Linked DNA regions of Mus musculus: region 1 is linked to region 2. Evidence: chromatin contacts called from public promoter capture Hi-C data. All regions are on one chromosome and are shown on one strand. Each heading gives the region's core, a stretch centred on a gene start, on an enhancer-like site or on the middle of the called end of the contact. The rest is flanking DNA. Distances are from core to core; before and after follow the strand shown. Region 1 holds the start of Tead1 (TEA domain family member 1). Region 2 holds the start of Mical2 (microtubule associated monooxygenase, calponin and LIM domain containing 2).

What was found. Promoter capture Hi-C pulls out the DNA fragments that hold promoters and counts their contacts.
Region 1: a contact with region 2 is called in a promoter capture Hi-C map of neural stem cells. The contact joins the promoter of Tead1 here to the promoter of Mical2 in region 2. A contact is called at or near these places in 1 of 39 promoter capture datasets (neural stem cells), 2 of 484 Hi-C or Micro-C datasets (embryonic stem cells and uterus) and 2 of 115 datasets of contacts at active chromatin or transcription factors (cardiomyocytes and pancreatic cancer cells).

What each region holds. Positions count from the first base shown.
Region 1 is chr7:112,677,962-112,680,661 of GRCm38.p6, forward strand. Tead1 (TEA domain family member 1) reads left to right here and starts at 1,395. Exons shown (of 13, transcript NM_009346.4): 1 at 1,395-1,765.
Region 2 is chr7:112,224,563-112,227,262 of GRCm38.p6, forward strand. Mical2 (microtubule associated monooxygenase, calponin and LIM domain containing 2) reads left to right here and starts at 1,274. Exons shown (of 26, transcript NM_001193305.1): 1 at 1,274-1,459.

The DNA.
Region 1 (2,700 bases), core at 145-2,644, 450 kb after region 2:
TGCTTTTAACTGCTTCTGGCGTTTTCTGCCCTCTGTCTTATTCGCTGGTGTTAATGGAAGGCTATCTGGAAAAGAGACATACACCTGCCAGAGTTTTAAAGGGAAAAATCGTCGTGTATTTTCTAATACTCTGCTCGGGTGTGTGAAGTTCTTACTGTCAACCTGTCACATTACTGCATAGTAACTGGAAATAATACACATTTGTACCTGATTGCGGTGGACATCTACACAGGTGAGAAATTATAGAATGTATAGAATTAAAAAAATACACAGTGATGTGTACAAGTTGATCTGGAAAATCTGCTCGAAAATTAATACCCTGGCTGGGATATAATTTTGGTTGACAGGCGTGGGGAAGAGCTGAGTGAAGCGAACAAAGAATGTCTCTGTATTACTTTTTACAACGGCATGGGAGTCTTCAATTCTCTTGACGTATAATTTTAAAAATGCATTAGAGAAAGATATTTCTGCCTTTAAAACGCACTGGTAATCGTTGTTTCCGATCAAACGCGCTCAGTGAGTCCCATTGGCTTTCCTGAGTTATGCACACTCCAGGAATCCTCGGGCACAAAACAGGCGCCATTAGTTTGTTCTGAAGCCAGAGCTGAAAGAAGGAAGTCCCGGTGCGGGAAGGGCCGGCTCCTTTCTGGGAAACTACGGACTGCTACCGGCCCAAACTGCCAGCATGTCTGTCCCAGCCTCCGTTAACTTTACCGGAGTTTCTCAAGTACTGAGGCGCCGTCCACTCCAAAAAGAGTTCAAACCTTTTATGATTGATTCTCACTTTCTCCATAAAGGGACGGCACAAAGCTGCTTTTTGCAGCCAGGCAAGACTTTATTTATTTTATTTAACCGGGTGCAGGATTTCTGTAGACTCAACTCGCAGCACGAGTGAGCTTCACTTCTAGAAAGACAGGGCAGGAGGCGGGCGAGGACTCCGTGACGCTCCAACCCGGAGTTCGCAAAGCCCAGAATTTGCGCGAGCACCCCGAACTTGGGTAAAGCGAAACGGCTAGAGGAGGAGTGGCGGGCTGGGGAAGCCGCCCACTCCGGCCTCAGTTTCCTGAAGAGCAACCTCCCTTCCAGCCTGGGAGCGTCGTTGCCTGTGCAAACCAGGAGGGGGTAAACTGAGGCACAGCAGGCGGAGGGCGCACACCCGGCATTCCTAGTATCCGGCCGCCCCGCCTCGGACCGCACAAAGCCCTGAGCCCCCGCCATCGCGCGCGGCTCGCTCCCCCGTGGGCGCCAAGTCCCGCCCCACGCGTCCCGCCCCACACCATGACGTCACCGCGGCGGCAGGCCCCGCCCCATCCAGGACCCGGCGGCATGACGTCACCGAGGCCCCACCCCTCCGGAGCGAGTTCGGTCCTGGCGTTCATTTCATTCCTGTCCTCATTCCGCACATTCTTCGCATCGCTCGCGCCGCGCCGCGCCGCCCGAGCCGAGCCGAGCCTCCGCGGCCCCGCCGCCCGCCGCGGGCGCCCCCCAGCACTTCGCACACTCGCTTCCAGCTCGCGGGGAGTCCGCGCGCCGGGGCCCGGGCCCGGGGCGGCCGCGGCGGGGCGCAGGCCATGCGCTGACCCCCCAGCGCGCAGCGTCGCCGGAGCGCGGGCAGCTGCCCCGGCGCGCCCTGCCCGTCCCGGGAGCCGGCGAGGCCGGGTTGGGGCTGCCCGGCGCGGGAGTACCGCAGGGAGTACCGGCTGGAGTAACGCGGGGGCGGCGGCCCAGCGCCCCGAAGTTTGCCGCGCCCGCTCGGGCTGCCGTGGTAAGTTGCGCGCGGGGCGGACTCGGGGGCGCGGGCTGTCTAGGCGTCACCGCGATCGGCGCTTTGTGTGCGGCTCCAAGAGGGGAGCGGCCCCGCCGCCCTGCAAGTTGGGCCGCAACCCTGCGCGGCAACAGGCGGCCCCGCTCGCCTTTCTGCGCGCCCCTCTCTCCAGCGTCCCTCTCCCGCGCACCTCGCTCCTTGCCTGGGAAGCGCCGAGTTTGGCGCGATCGCGGGTGGGAGAGCGTTCGGCGCGCAGCTTAGAGCCTGCAGCCCGGTGACTCCCCCGGCGCCCGGCCCCTTCGGGGTCCGCGCCGATCCGGGCTCCTCCTCCCGGGAGATGAAAGAGGGCTCTCTCGCTCTTGCCGCCTCTCCAGAGCTGCCGCCGCCGCCGCCGCCGCTCCAGTGCACATTCAAGTGGAAAATTTTCAGGAGTCAGCAGAAACATTGTGTCCAAAAAAGACTGAGTCGCACTTACCACCAAACCCGGGAGTAGACTCTCCCTGGAAAACTTCCCCTCGGTAGGAAATACTGGGGGATTTGTTTGTTTATTGGAGGAGATACGATCCCCAGGAGGACCCCAAAAAAAATCTGGGGACACTTTTAGCCTTTGTTCGCGAAAGCACCACTTGTTTTCAAAGTCTAGAGGCCCGTTTGAAAGAAAGTTCAACTTCTAGGAGTTTCCTTTTTCTTTTTTAATGCATTTTTTAAAATAATCAAAGCTACATTTTAAGAAGTGGGGCTCACACTTCACTTATCTTCTTCCCGTGAAAATAAAAGCCAGACTAATTTTCCTCGGTCTTAATCGTCTTCCTTTTTAAAGATTTATTTTAAGTTGAATGGTGTCACCCGTATAAAAATATTTATGAAACAATGAAATACCAGCCACCAGCGTTTCTCAGGAGGCTTGTTAAGTTCTTAGAAGCTGTCTGTGATTT
Region 2 (2,700 bases), core at 24-2,523:
GACACGTTAATATGCACACGGTCTTGGTAAATGACTCTGTATTACAGATCTCAGTTCCCCCATCTGTGAAAGGGGATGAGGATATTGAAAAGATCAATCTCTAGGTCTGGGTTTAAATGAGATGATGCATGGAAGGTGTTCATTGATTGGTGGTGACATGGTTAGAGTCCCACCAGAGTCAAGTACTGTCCCTCTTAGAGTCAGTGATGAGTTTTGCAGACTGAGTGGGGTTGAGTACCAGGTATAAAAACGCATCCACAGAAGTGGAGTGAATCCTAAGGACGCTGAGAGGCAAACTCTGAGAAACCCCAAGGCCTGGATGATGGAAACGCAAAGAGTATAGAAAAAGACGGGCCCCAGGTTTGGGGGTGGAGGAATTGCTGCCTGCACTTGCCTGGCCAAGGGGCATGCTCTCCAGAGGGTGGTACCCGGGGAATTCCAGCAGCCTGGAGTCATGGTACTGTTTGCCTTCGCCGCCCAAGCCTGCCTGCTTTCCTCCCGCTGGGTCAGCTCAGTTTCAAGAACATTTATGGACTCTGCATTGGGCCAAGCTGAATGATGGGCTGCGGGCCCCAGGGGTGAGTCAGTCCACTTGAATCCTATTTTCACTGCTGTCGCAGTGTCCGTATGAATTTCTCAGGACTTCGAGCCCGAACCATTCATTCAGAATTTTCGCTGAAACTGTGAGAGGCATGGTCATTCATGAAAGCGATCAGAAACAGGGGTTAGCCATTCGACAGCCAAGAAAGAGAAAGTGCGAGCGACCCAGTCAGTGCGATTGGTCTGTGTCACTACCCCATTTCCCACAGCTTTAGCCCAAGCAAGGCCAGTTCAAGAGAAGACCCAAGCAAGGAAGATTGCATGCAGAAAAGCAAGAAATGAGGGCCCAAGAAGGCCAGGCAGTCCTAGAAGTCCTTTGCTGTTCCCTCCAGTCCAGAAGGGACAGTGAGGCTGTCTTTCCAGCTGCCTAGGCAAAGCTTCGGGAGGCCCAGCTTTCCCCTCTCCCTGGACACCAGAACACCAAGGCCGGGTGTTCGTCTCATAGCAGCCCAGGGCTGGGTCTTCGACCTGTGGCCAGGGTGGGAGCGGCTAGGGCAGGGCTTCAGCCCACGTGCGTCCGAAGCTGCAATGGTGACAGCAACCCCCAGCCTGGTACTAACTGGGAGGGCGCTGGGGTGGGTTCCGCGCTGCATGACCATTGGTCGCGCGTCTCAAGCATGGGGTGGAGCCTCGCCTTCGGAGGCCCTGTCATTGGCCGAACCTCGATGGAGGCGTGTCCCAATCGGATCCTCCGCGGCTCACAGAACCGCAGGCACCCGGCCGGCTCAGCCTGCGCCGGGCCGCCTCGCTAGCTCCGGGCTCGGCAGGCGGCCCGCTGGGTCCCGGATTTCTGCGCCCTCAGACAGAGGACAAGAAAGGCAGGTGTTGACCTGAGGCCTGGAGGCCCGCGAGACCTTGGGTAAGACGGAGTGGGAGAAGGCTCCGGGGTGTGCGGGAGCGGGTGGGGACTGTGCCAGTCCCGGCTGGACTCCGCGCCCTACTGGACGCCCCGGAGGGTCAGGTGCGGCAGTTCCGTCCGGGATCTCAGACCCACCTGCGGGGTGCGCCGTGGGCTCTTCACCAATCAAAACTGTCATTCTAACCTCAGAAAACCCAACACACGCGCATAGTAGGCGCCCTTCAGCAGCAGGGTCGCCTGTCATCGTTCAGGGGAACGTCCCCAAACTTTGCTCTGTGCGATCTAGGCTCCCGTACCTTTCCCATCCTCTAACAGAGCGCCTTGCTTATTTTTATTTTATTATTATATTTTTCTGCTTCCTTTCTTCTCCTCCCTCCTTGATAACAGGAAGTTGGGCCAAATGTCAGTGGCCTGGCCAGCGGCGGGCTGGAACTCGGGCTGGTTGCTTGGCCGGTGGCGACGCTCCGAGGGTCCTGCGCTGCTGTTCCCTCTAGCTTGGGACCCCTGACAGCCTGTGCTTGTCCCTGCCCAGGAGCATCCTACCCTCGTGTCCTGCTCTGTCAGTGGCTAGCTGGCCCTGGGCTGGGGTCTCCCTTGCAGCCTCTGCCTGCTGCAGCTGTTCGGAGAGGGCGGGGTTAATTTATCCCAGGCCAGCCTCAGTCTTAGCCTCACCCTCACCGGCGGAGCTGGGAAGGGCCTGTACTGGACCGGGAAGAGGCGTGTTGAAACCAGAGTACTCTCCTGTCTCCTTCCACATTGTTTATTCTGGGCCTGGGTTTCTAAAGCGGAAAGAGCTCTCGTTTGCAAGGCCTTTCGCTGTCCACTATGTCTTAGGTGGTTTAGTGGGAGGATAAAGTCAGTAGCCCTTATGGATAGACCCGGAGAGAAGAAAGCTGGAGGTCAATTGGCCTTCCGCATTTGCCTCCTGAGTTCTCAGGTACCTGTGTCCTCTGCGTGCCAGCAATCTCCGCGAGGGGTGGGGGTGGGGGCAGTGGACCTAAAGCGTGGGACACCAGGATAGCCCCTGTTCATGTCCCAGGGGTTTCAAAGGTGATCAGTGCTGCCTTCTTCAGGCACAAGGAAGAGGGCACAGGTTGGATCCCAGTAGTTTCTCCCCCAAAAGCTTGTGTTGTGTCCTCTCTGTTTTAGGGATCCGGAAAGCAGTCCTGACTCTGTGCCTGCTTCCCACCAGTTGTCCTGTGGCAGTGGGAAGGAGCTCTGGGCGCATGTGTCTGGAGCCC